Linked DNA regions of Sus scrofa: region 2 is linked to region 1. Evidence: chromatin contacts called from public HiChIP or PLAC-seq data. All regions are on one chromosome and are shown on one strand. The core of a region is the stretch at or near the end of the contact, and the rest is flanking DNA. Distances in the headings are between cores, read along the strand shown. Region 1 holds the start of C16H5orf51 (UPF0600 protein C5orf51 homolog). Region 2 holds the start of ZNF131 (zinc finger protein 131).

Region 1 (6,106 bases), core at 2,116-4,615:
GTGTTTCTTATATATCAGGCACTGTAGGAATCACTGAGAACACAGAATGAATATATGATTTCTGTCCCTTATGTTGAGAGTGAATTGAAGGAGGAAGAAACTGGTGTTACAAAGATCAACTAGAAAGCTATCATGGGAATTCCCATTGTGGCTCAGCAGCTTAAGAACCTGACATAGTCTGGACTTCCCATGTGGCTCACGAGAAGAACCTGACATAGTCTATGCGAGGATGCAGGTTTGATCCCTGGCCTCGCTCAGTGGGTTAAGGCTCCGGCATTGCTGCAAGGTGCAGCTCGGGGCTGGTGTTTCTGTGGCTGTGGCTTCAGTTGCAGCTCTGACTAGACCCCTAGCCTTGGAATTTCCATAGGCCACATGGGCAGTTATAAAAAGAAATGGAAAAAAAAAAAAAAAAAGAATGCCATCTTGGTCAATAACTTGTAAATCACAACACAGTATTTCCCTATGTCAACTGAAAAAAAGAATGTACTCTTTCCAAAATTTATAAACACCTTCTGCAGCTCCATACCAAAAAAAAAAAAAAACAACCCCATTAAAAAATGGGCAGACGATCTAAACAGTTCTCCAAAGAAGACATGGCCAAAAAACACATGAAAAGATGTTCAACATCACTCATTATTAGAGAAATGCAAATCAAAACCACTATGAGGTACCACCTCACCACCCAGAATGGCCATCATCAAAAAGTCTACAAACAATAAGAGCTGGAGAGGGGGTGGAGAATAAGGAACCCTATTACACTGTTGGTGGCATTGTAAATTGGTGCAACCAGTGTGGAAAACAGTATGGAGATTCCTCAGAAAACTAAACACAGAACTACCATTTGACCCAGCAATCCCACTCCTGGGCATCTATCCAGAGAAAACCATGACCCGCAAAGACACATGTTCATTACAGCACTCTTTTCAATAGCCAAGACATGGAAACAACCTAAATGTCCATCGACAGAGGAGTGGATCCAGAAGATGTGGTACATATACACAATGGAATATGACTCAGCCATTAAAAGGAACAAAATACCAGCATTTTTAGCAACATGGATGGACCTAGAAATTATCATGCTAAATGAAGTCAGCCATACAATGAGACACGAACATCCAATGCTTTCACTGACATGTGGAATCTGAAAAAAGGACAGACTGAACTTCTTTGCAGAACAGATGCTGACTCACAGACATTGAAAAACTTATGGTCTGGGAGTTCCCATCGTGGTGCAGTGGTTAACGAATCCGACTAGGATCCATGAGGTTGCGGGTTCGGTCCCTGCCCTTGCTCAGTGGGTTAACGATCTGGCGTTGCCATGAGTTGTGGTGTAGGTTGCAGACATGGCTCGGATCCCACGTTGCTGTGGCTCTGGCGTAGACCGGAGGCTACAGCTCCGATTGGACCCCTAGCCTGGGAACCTCCATATGCCGCAGGTGCGGGCCAAAGAAATAGCAAAAAAGACAAAACAAAAACAAAAACAAAAAAACTTGTCTCTGGAGGAGACATTTTGGGGGGTGGGGGGATGTGCCTGGGTTTGGGATGGAAATCCTGTGAAATTGGATTGTTATGATCATTATACAACTACAGATGTGATAAATTCATTTGAGTAAAAAAAAAAAAAGGAGTTCCCGTCGTGGCTCAGTGGTTAACGAATCCGACTAGGAACCATGAGGTTGCGGGTTCGATCCCTGCCCTTGCTCAGTGGGTTAATGATCCGGCGTTGCAGTGAGCTGTGTTGTAGGTTGCAGACACGGCTCGGATCCCAAGTTGCTGTGGCTCTGGCATAGGCCAGTGGCCACAGCTCCGATTCGACCCCTAGCCTGGGAACCTCCAAAAAAAAAAAAAAAAGAAAAAACAACGTGCTCAATGTAAGAGTTGTGAGCTAAGTTTTTTTGTGGGCCTAATGAAGACTGTGACTGGGAAGACACCCTGTCAGATAGCTCTGAGGAACTGCTCCAAAGAGGTAAGGGGAGGTCAGTATATGTGACTTTAGCGAAGGGAGGATATGTGCCGTCATGCACCATTTTGGCAGAAGGTTGCTGCTAATCAGGAGGAGATCTCTGTGTTAATGATTTTAGAGCTTTTCTAGATATGAGAAGATACAAGAAATTGGGCTCATAAAATTTTATGAAAAGATCTATCTGAAGGCCTATTTTGCCAATTTTTCCCAGAACACAGACTGCCTCATTCCTAATTTCTGTCCTGAGCTCCTTTCGGTGTATTCAAAGTCAGGGACTGCACTGGCTAGTGACTTCATTCCTATAGAACCATATCACAAGTGATAATTTTTAATTGGCATCTATTTTTAATATTTCCTATTAAATGAAAAACTACCTCCCTTAAGAAGTAAGAGGATGGAGATTATTCAAGATGTACTGTGTCAAATTTAAAAATTGAAAAACGAGTTAAAAATCTGTTTGATCAGCATAAAGAAAATAAGGAACACAAAGTGGAAGTTAGATTCTTGACTAAGTGCTTTGAAACTCACAATTGAGAAGATGAACTTTGCACACCAAGAGCTCTTTGAGGGTCTTGAGTTGTATGGCAATAGTTTATGTCCAAAATTTGGTGCTATTGTATGAATATGTTAAATGTGAGCTAGCCAAAGGCAATCAGAAGTCAAACAAACTCAGCTATTAAAATTAAGATTTAGGAGTTCCCATGATGGCTCAGCGGTTAATGTATCCGACTAGGAAGGTTGCTGTTTGGATCCCTGGCCTTGCTCGTGGGTTAAGGATCCGGCATTGCCATGAACTGTGGTGTAGGTCCCAGATGTGGCTCGAATCCTGCGTTGCTGTGGCTATGGCATAGGACATGGTCTACAGCTCGGATCAGACCCCTAGCCTGAGAACCTCCATATGCCATGGCTTCAGCCCTAGAAAAGGAAAAAAAAAAAAGACAAAAATAAATAAAAAATAAAATTAAGATTTAGAAAAGCTACACCCAACCGCTTAGACTGGGAACTCCCACCAGTGTCTGGACACCTAGACGCACAATAACCTCTTAGCGATTTGGATGTGCTCCAAGAGAGCCAGTAAGGCTTTCCACATTTTAGGCAACCCAAACCAGACAGTCCAACCTCTAGACTTTCCAGTCGTCTCTACTGCCCGTAAGGGCAGCTCCAGAGAGAGAAGAGACCAGCCAGTCTCTGCTAGGCGCTGGATCAGCTTGGGAACATGGGCGGATTTACAATTGGTTTAGAGAAGCTGCGGGCAGGAAGCGTGCCATGACGTCACGCCCGCCCCAAGAGTCTCCCTGCTTCTCAGCTCTGGTGGTAGAAGACCCAGAGGAGAAAAGTAACTTGGAACAGCCTTTGCAGACCCAAGCGGCTCCTCTGCGCGAGCTGGAGTCCCCTCCCATCGAGTAGGCGAGCTCCGCCCCCACGCCCCGCCCGCGCAGGGGATCAGGTGACCTCGGGCCGGCGCGGTCACGTGGCTGGGCGCGCCCGCCCATTGTGGCCATGGCGGCCGCAGGCTCCAGTGTGGTGAGGCGAGTGGAGGAGCTCGGCGACCTGGCGCAGGCCCACATACAACAACTTAGCGAAGCCGCCGGCGAAGATGGTGAGGGAGCCGAGAAGAGGGAGGCGGGCGGGCGGATGGTGGTTCAGAGTTGGCGCTCGCTCTGCATAAGAGCGGAGGCCGCGGCCTGTAAGTCTTATGGATCCCAGGCCAGAGGTGTTGTTTGCGTCTCTGGCTCCTGCTGCACGGTAGTTGTCTTCCTCCTAGAACTCACATCGCCTGAAGCTAAGGCGTTTTCTTGGAGACCCCATATTTCATAACCCAGGAAAACTGCTGATATTTCAGTCAATTCAATGGCTGCTTGTCCTTGTCTCAGGAGCGACTGGGAAAAAGGCAAGATCTGTATGAAAGTACACACAAAAGTTTAAATGAGTGATTAAAGTTGGGTGATGGTATGCAAACAACTAGTGGTGTTTTTGCTGCAGTAAAGATAGCTAGGCGTGTGTAACAGTTCCACTTTTTCACTGCTGTGTTCTAAATTTCCGTGTTGGAAATTTAGATTCTAAACTCAACTGTAAACAATACAGAAGAGCTTTACATCTCTATAATTTAGACGATTCTTATACATTCATCACCTCCATTCTCTCAAGGATCTGTCTGTACTGGAACACATTTTTGGAAATGTACAAGCTGTTTACTTAGGAAAAATTGGTGTAGCGATTTACTTCGACTTTTGTTCTCTCAGCTGCCTGTAGGTTCTACATTATTTCATCTTGAGTTTTGTACTTTTACTACAGATTTAAAAATTCTTGAAGACCGTCTTGTCATCGAACTCATGGGAAAATAGTAGTGAAATGTTTTCCTAAGAGATTGAATAGTTGGTAAATTTATTAAATAGGGTCCAGGATAAAATGGCTCTAGTTCCAGTGACGATTATTTTGCTGGCTTTTCTTAGGGGCCTCTTCTTAAAAACCCACAGACTAACTTGAAGCTGTTTGCTTTTTTTGGTTTGTGCTAAGTGAATCATGAATAGTTTTTGGACAGTAGTAACTACCTCCTGAAAGTATATCCAAGTTACTGCTAAATAAGCTGTTCAAGGATCTCCACCCCACTCCAGCTTCATTTGAACCAGTCTAAAGAGATCAAAGAATATATCTTATTCACTTAACTACTGCACTCAAAAGCCTTTCTCATTTTACAAGAGTTCTTTAATCCAGTCTAGAGTAGAGGTTGAAAATAAACGTAAAGTGGTATATACTCTTGTTTAGTTTTACAGCTCTGAAATGTAGTAGAATTAAACTGATAGTGTATGAGCTATTCATCAAGATTTTCTGATTTTATGAAGCTTAATTAAAATGTGCTTGATTGTATTTGAAATGAATTTGGTGTTCTTTCCCCATACAGCAAAAATAATTTACACTCACAATTTACCTTTGAATGATATTTTTATTTTTATTTTTTATTTTATTTTATTTATTTTATTTTATTTTATTTTATTTATTTTTTGTCCTTTTGCTATTTCTTTGGGCCGCTCCCGCGGCATATGGAGGTTCCCAGGCTAGGGGTCGAATTGGAGCTGTAGCCCCTGGCCCACGCCAGAGCCACAGCAACGCGTGATCCGAGCCACATCTGCAACCTACACCACAGCTCACAGCCGAATCGTTAACCCACTGAGCAAGGGCAGGGACCAAACCCGCAACCTCATGGTTCCTAGTCGGATTCGTTAACCACTGCGCCACGACGGGAACTCCTGATATTTTTATTTTTACTTATTTTTATTTATTTTTTTGTCTTTTTAGGGCCACACCTGTGGCATATGGAGGTTCCCAGGCTAGGGGTCTAATTGGAGCTATAGCTGCCTGCCACAGCCACAGCCACGCCAGATCTGGGCCAAATCTGCGACCTACACCACAGCTACGGCAACACTGGATCCTTAACCCACTGAGTGAGGCCAGGGATCGAACCTGCAACCTCATGGTTCCTAGTTGGATTCGCCCTGCAACCTCATCGTTCCTAGTTGGATTCACTAACCACTGAGCCACGTCGGGAACTCCTCCTGTTGGCTTTAAATTAAATATGATACAGCCAGACACTCCGTCTGAGAATACTCTTCTTTTTGTTTCTGGTCAACTCTTGTTCATTTAGTTTCATTGTACAACATATTATGTTTACTATACGGACATATACCATGAGAGGGACTTTCTCCTGGAATTATGTGAGAATCATTTGTCTTCACCTTGCCAGTCACTACTTTAAGTGGCCAGGGAAAATACTACATTTTACAAAATTTTTCTGAAATGTGAGCCATTATCCCTCTACCGCCGTAATTATGAGTTCATGTGAGATACTTCAGCAAATATTCATTGAATTCAGTGCAAGTCTTTATATTTAAAATAATCCTGCAAATTAAGAAAATATCAACTAAATTGTTTAAAGAAGCATATAAGGAGTGCCATGTTCCATGCAATTTCAGTTCATGATAGAATCTTTCTGATAGATGATACTTTTTTTTTTTTCTTTTTGCCATATCTTGGGCCACTCCTGTGGCATATGGAGCTTCCCAGGCTAGGGGTCCATTCGGACTTATAGCCACCGGAATAGCCAGAGCCACAACAACGCAGGATCTGAGCCAAGTCTGTAACCTA
Region 2 (6,739 bases), core at 1,159-3,658, 1.1 Mb after region 1:
CAGTCTCTTCCCCTTTTGCACAATTAGCCCCTTTTCCTCCTGTATTTTTATCATCTTCCTCTGCTGGATTTTCCTCTATCAGCATTTAAGTTAGTTAGGTCTCTCCCATCTCAAAACACAAAAACTAAAACTGACTTGATCCATCACTCTCTACAGGTACTCCTTTCTCTATTCTCTCACTTTCTAATGAGTTCTATCATTAAGAATCATCTCAATTTCTTTTCTTAATTATTCCTTAACCTACTTGGATATGGGTTTCCCCCACCCCGACCCGGACCATTTCTAATCATTATTTAGCTTGAGCACTTGTAGTACTACTGATTATACCCCCTCTTTTGAAACACTGACCTCATTGATGTCATGCTCCTCCAGTTTTCCCTTTCTCCAGCTACCATACTGTCCTTCCAGAGTCTTTCTTTCCCACTAAGCCCACAAACTTGATACTTCTCAGGGATAAAGTACTATACCCTCTTTCATTATGACCCTATAGGCCAAGAGTCCAAATTCAAATGCTTTAGGAAAAAGACAAGTAAAAACTGAATGATATGCACTGGGTCGAAGACACTAGAAAGTGATTGGGGGCTGTGGTGAACTGGATAGTTCAAATCCTACACAGAGATGGTAGTCTCTATCTGGCTTAATCCTATTGTTGTTCTACAGGAAAGCAGCCCTATATACTGGAATTTCCCAAATGCCTATTTATAAGTGTGATTTCCTCAGCTATGAATAATGATGATGATGATATTAAAACACCAGCAGTCCAATTAGACCTATAAGCTACCAGTCTATCATCTCTGCAGATTCTCCTAAAACAATCTCATCCATTTTCGTGGCCTCAATATCCTCTTTATGCTAAAATTTTCCAAATCTCTAAGGTTAGCTCTCTTTTCTAAGCTCCATAGATTCTTATATGAATTACTTAGACGACATCGTCTCCATTTAGCTGTCTCCTTAAAATTATCCTTCCCTGCCTCATCTCTCCCCAGTCAGTTCCTCCAGTTGTACTCCCTATTTTGGTAAATGGTACCAACAACCTACCAGCTCAAGCCAAAAATCTTGAAGCCATCCTTGACTGTTCTCTCTTATATATATAGCCATGAGGTACTTTCCAGACAATGTTGATTCTGTCTCTAGATTCTATCTAGTTTTTTCTTTATATACATGTACTTTTTTCATATTCCATCTAGTTTTCTAATCCCATTTGCCACCATGGTTTCATCTAGATTACTAACACCTTCTCAATAAGTCTTTACTCTTTGTATTTTGTCCCATTTAATCTATTTTCCATATTAGAGCTATAATTCTCTTTTTTTTTTTTGCCCCCCTTGGGGCCACACCCGCAGCATATGGAGGTTCCCAGGCTAGGGGTTGAATCGGAGCTACAGCTGCCAGCCTACACCAGAGCCTCAGCAACACAGGAACCTTGCAGCGTCTGCGACCTACACCACAGCTCAGGACAACACCAGATCCTTAACCCACTGAAAAAGGCCAGGGATGGAACCGGCAACCTCATGGTTCCTAGTCATATTCATTTCCGCTGTGTTACAACGGGAACTCCCTATAATTCTCTTCTTAAACAGAGTTCCCTTGTGGTGCAGCAGATTAAGGATCCAGTGTGGTCACTGCAGCAGCCCTGACCTAGGAATTTCCACAATACATTGAGCCAGGACAAAAAAAAGTAAAATTTACCATGTCGCTTTCCTGCTCAACCTTCAAGACTTTCCATTGTGACTATAAGAAAATCTTAACATCTTCAGCACTTTTTACAAGGCCCCTGTGGGTCTGTCTAGTAACATTCTTTCAGCTCCTGGAATGCTGTAGCCTTGGTGCCTCTTGGCTAAGAACACTCAACTTCATATTGCTTCTTATAGGTCACCAGTTTTCCTTGACTCCCAGATTATCTTGTTCTTCACATCTCATAACACTCGGTAGTCAGCACTCATGCAATTAAATGTTCAAAATGTCTCCTCCATAAACTAAGATTGGGAAGGCAGAAACTACATATGAGTTATTCACTGTTGGATTTCCCAGTCCCTTAAACAGTGCCTTAGCACAACGCCGGCTCTCAATAAATGACTAATGAAATAGTTACATTTACCCTTAATCAATACTAAATTCTTCCCTAATCCCAATCTTCCTTTTGAGAGAAAAGACTAAGCCTTGATCATATCATCTTCAAAAAGTCATTTTTTCAGAGGAATGAATGAATGACTTCAGTTACGTGAGCTGATTATGGGTCAACGGCCTCTTCAAGCGCGCAGATTGGGAAACAGAGAGCTGCAGTAATAGTACTAGGTGTAAAAATCAGAGCAGATGCAGGTCCTGAGCCTAGCAAACATGTGCTACTCGCCGAGCACTGAGAGGGCGGGCACCCGGGAGGAAGATCCTAGGCGGCCGGAACGTGCTCGCGCCCGTGGCCGCCGCAGCCGGCGCGGCGGCCACCCGGGTCTCGGAGCGAGCGCACGTGCGCCGGCCGGACCCAAGCGGAGAGAGCTCCGACACTCGCAGGAAATGGCGGGCGAGGCGTCGTTTAGGGGTAGGGAAAAGCGTGGGGCGAGTCACACCCCAAGAGGGGAGAGCAGAGAAGGAAAGGCTTTCGGGGACGGAAAGGAGAGAGGGAGGATCGTGAGCTAGGTAAGGCGGCCGGACCTAGGCCTTGGGAGGGAAGGGGGCGGGGCGGGACTGGGGGCGGTTAAGCAAAAGCACACTGGGAACCGGTTGCGAGTTTATTCTGAGGTCCGGGTTGGAAGTGTTCACACCTGGAATCAGACGTGGGCGTGGGTGGAAGGTGGGGCTCCACTCAGGACAAAGCCAGGCCCTATACCGGCTCAACCCAACCACACCCGCACTTCCTCCTTCCAGAGCTGGCGCCCTCGGCTCCGCGAGCGCCAAATCCTCTCCGTTAGCTCCGCCCTGCCACTACAAGAGGGCGGGTGGGGGCGTAGCTCAGTGGGTCGGCGCTCAGTAGGCGTCCGCGTCAGCCGGAGCACGACGCGGTGACGCAGCACGTCGACGTAAGTGACGCGCAAGCCCGGGCCGCTCCTCCTTCCCTGAGTGAGTGCCGGCCCGGTCGGGGCGGGGGAGAAGAGGGAGGGCGGGGGAGGGAGAGGCGACCCGGGAGTCGTTGTGGGCCGCGGGCCGGACCGGGTCCCGGGGCGGTGGAAGCCAGGGCCGGGCCGAAGGGCTTGGCGGGCCGTTAGAGGGCCGCGGCGGCTGTCGGGTCCCCTCCCCTGCCGGACTTGCGCGCCCCAGCGCCCGGAGCCTCCGGCGCTGTGCCCACCCCGCTCCAGCTCGCGTCTCCCGACTCCAATTAGGTCAGGCTCGGAGTCCCGCGGCCGCGGCTCCGGCGCCCTACGCGCGGCGGCCGCCCGGCTCGCCTTTCTTTCTTCACTCGTTTTCCTCTCCTCTTGCCTCACCCTCCCCCCTTCTTTTCACGTTGCTGGGTTTTGTTTTTTTGTTGTTGTTGTTTTATGCTTTAGGGGTTTTGTTCCTCAGCCCGAGCTCATGAGTGTACATTATCATGCTCCTCTTTTGTAGAGCAACCCGACGGCCATGGAGGCCGAAGAGACGATGGAATGCCTTCAGGAGTTCCCTGAACATCATAAAATGATCCTGGACCGATTGAATGAACAGCGAGAGCAGGACCGGTTTACTGACATCACCTTGATTGTCGACGGTGGGTACGGTGGTGGGCTGAGGAGCGAATTGTGGCTTCAGTTCTCATCTCCCTTTCCTCCACCCGCCTTTTTTACCCACCTTCTAAGGACTCTGTATCTAAAGTCTGCGGGGGGTGTGCACTTAAATGTCCCCTCACGGTAGACCATGCTGCAGAAGGCTGGTCACGCTTTCAACATAAACATGGCATTTTAACAACTTGCAGCCTTTTGAAGTGTTTCCCATTGCACACATTAGTGCACCATGATGGTATTGGGATAGGGAGGATGTCTCCAAATGTTCGGTTAGTGGAGTTCTGATGATAAACTGCTTTGAGAAGTCTCACAGGAGTCATTTGGGGAGTGTTGATTCTAGTTTCCCACATAGTCTTAGAGGGAAAATGTGAGAGATGACTTTGTAACACTGGTACAACGTTTTTTAACCCCCCCAAATAAAATAGTTTTTTACCAGTCTTGGGAGTTGTTGTTATAATGGAGGAATACTTAGAGTATTTTTCCTATTTACTGAAAATAGACTAAGGCAAACTTTTTTATAATAGGTTTGCTGTAGATTGAGTTTCCAAATATTAGGCATATTAAAATGTTTTCCATAGTAAACACATCCAGCTTGGTGCTTATTCTGTGGCTTTTTCTTTTCTTTTCCAGTGATGTATATAACCTTTTGGGTTGTATTGATATTAGCAATTTCAATTGAATTGCTTGAGGCTTTGACTTAAGCAGTAGGAGGTTCCTTTATTTTCTGAAATATTGTGAGGTGGCCTATGAAAAACTGACTTAAGGCCTTTGAGGTAAAGATCTGGCTTCATGTCTAATTGAGATTAAAATTTGTCAAGATAGCTGCCAGAGTATAGTTTTATAATTACATTAAGAAAGATCTATTTTAGGAGTTCCCCCTGTGGCGCAGAGGGTCAAGGATCTGGTGGTGTCTCTGTGGCAGTGCCTGTTCAAATCCCCAGCCTGGCACAGTGGGTTAAGGATCCTGCATTGCCACAGCTGTGGCATGTGTCACAGCTGCTGCTCAGATTCAGTCCCTGGCCCAGGAACTTCCATATTCCGCGGGTACGGCTGATAAAGAAAGATCTGTTTTACTTTAATTTTATATTATGTTTTCTATTTGGTTTTTGTGACAATGGATGATTTTATTTTGTTTTTCTTTTTTTCCTCTAGGACACCATTTTAAGGCCCACAAGGCTGTTTTGGCTGCTTGCAGCAAGTTCTTCTACAAATTCTTTCAGGAGTTTACTCAGGAACCTTTGGTGGAGATAGAAGGTAGATGCTTATTTTATTTTAAATATAGTATTTAGCAAACATAATTTGATGTTTTATGCAGTTAATTTAGCAAGATACCTTGGGAAACAGCCATCAGTTGTTTCCATTAGGTGACTGGACAAATTGTTCTTTTGACACCTGAGAATTCTTACTTTTAGTAACATGCTTGGTAAAATAATTTCAGGAAAAAATTATTATGTTAAATGGTATTTGTTTTCTTAAAGGAGTCTTTTTTTTTTTTTTTTAGGGCCGCACCCACAGCGTATGGAGGTTCCCAGGCGAAGGGTCGAATCAGAGTTTTAGCCACCAGCCTACACCAGAGCCACAGCTACACGGAATCCAGCCACATCTGCAACCTATACCACAGCTCATGGCAACACCAGATCCTTAACCCACTGCACGAGGCCAGGGATTCAACTTGAGTCCTCATGGATACTAGCCAGGTTCGTTAACCACTGAGCCACGATGGGAACTCCTTAAAGGAGTCTTTTTCATTGCTGAAAACCAGTAGCCATTGTCTTTTGAAAACATGTGTTAAACGTGAGTTTCCATCTTATTTCATGGGTTTGTTTCAGACTAGTGGAGATGCTGCTGCAGGCCTCTCCTTGCAACATTGCAGATGATATACACAGTGTGAAGTGGGCTGCCATAATATGGAAAAAGCTAGGAAAGATGACTTGAAGTAGCATTCAGAAGTTCTAGTGGATATAGGAGTTCCCGTCATGGCTCAGGGGATGATGTATCTGACTAGGGTCCATGAGGATGCAGGTTTGATCCCTGGCCTTGCTCAGTGGGTTAAGGGTCTGGCATTGCCGTGAGCTGTGGTATAGGTCGCAGATGCAGCTCGGATCCTGTGTTGCTGTGGCTGTGGCATAGGCCAGCAGCTACAGCTCCAATTTAACTCCTAGCCTAGGAATGTCCATATGCAGCCCTAAAAAGCAAAAAAAAAAAGTTCTAGTGGCTATAGAGGGTCTGGGATGGAAAGGGTCATCCACTAGATATTATCTTGAAATAGAAATTTTTATACCTCACTTTTTGTAATAATAGACCACCAAGTGTCAGGTGTCATACTATGTAGTTTGTGTGCATTTCCTGAGGTTCACAGCAGTCTTTTGAAGTAAGTGGTTTTATTTCCAATTTATACAACAGGGAACATGCTCCAAAAGGTTACTTGCCTAAGGTTGCCCAGCTAGCAAAGGATTCAGTTTGTGCTGTTAATTCCCATGCTTTAATTTACTGCTGCTACAGTAATTGGCCACCCCTCTCCCCCCAATCTAAAATTGTAGGAAATAAATGAGCTTTCCTACATAAATACAGAATTTTAGCTTCTTGGTCAGTGTTCTTGAGTTTTGGTTTTGTATCTCTTTCACTGTGTGTAAATTCTCTATTGAGTGAGTTGCTTAGAAACAATATTCCCTTGGAAAAATTTGGTGCCTAGGGGAGTAAAGAAAATGTAGAGTTAAGAATATTTCTCTTATTTTGATACTTCCAGCTTACCTAAATTCTAGCTGATATACCCGTAGATGGATTATCTTTTGATTGTGATGGACAGAGCACAGGCATAATGGAAATCCTCAAAGCTTACTATTAAAGTGCGAATCCAGCAGCCTAGATGGTGTTTGTTTTTATTATAAGGTAGAGTTTCATCTATTTGTTTACCTAAGGTACTAAGACCCCAGGCAAGTTATATTACCTCAATTATGTATTTTTGCCTCTTTATCTAAAAAGCAGGTTAACAGGTTTGTGCTAATGATAAATTGAAATAACATAGGCAAAGTACATCATAGTGTTTGGTG

Evidence for each region. HiChIP or PLAC-seq counts read pairs in DNA pulled down with a chosen protein or histone mark.
Region 2: a contact with region 1 is called in an H3K27ac HiChIP or PLAC-seq map of alveolar macrophages. The contact joins the promoter of ZNF131 here to the promoter of C16H5orf51 in region 1. A contact is called at or near these places in 1 of 47 Hi-C or Micro-C datasets (heart right ventricle) and 1 of 2 datasets of contacts at active chromatin or transcription factors (alveolar macrophages).

The regions. Positions count from the first base shown.
Region 1 is chr16:26,678,272-26,684,377 of Sscrofa11.1, forward strand. It overlaps C16H5orf51 (UPF0600 protein C5orf51 homolog), which reads left to right and starts at 3,366. Exons shown (of 6, transcript XM_003133915.4): 1 at 3,366-3,563. The coding sequence starts at 3,464.
Region 2 is chr16:27,811,566-27,818,304 of Sscrofa11.1, forward strand. ZNF131 (zinc finger protein 131) reads left to right here and starts at 2,409. Exons shown (of 7, transcript XM_021076671.1): 1 at 2,409-2,634; 2 at 3,538-3,676; 3 at 4,842-4,943. The coding sequence starts at 3,553.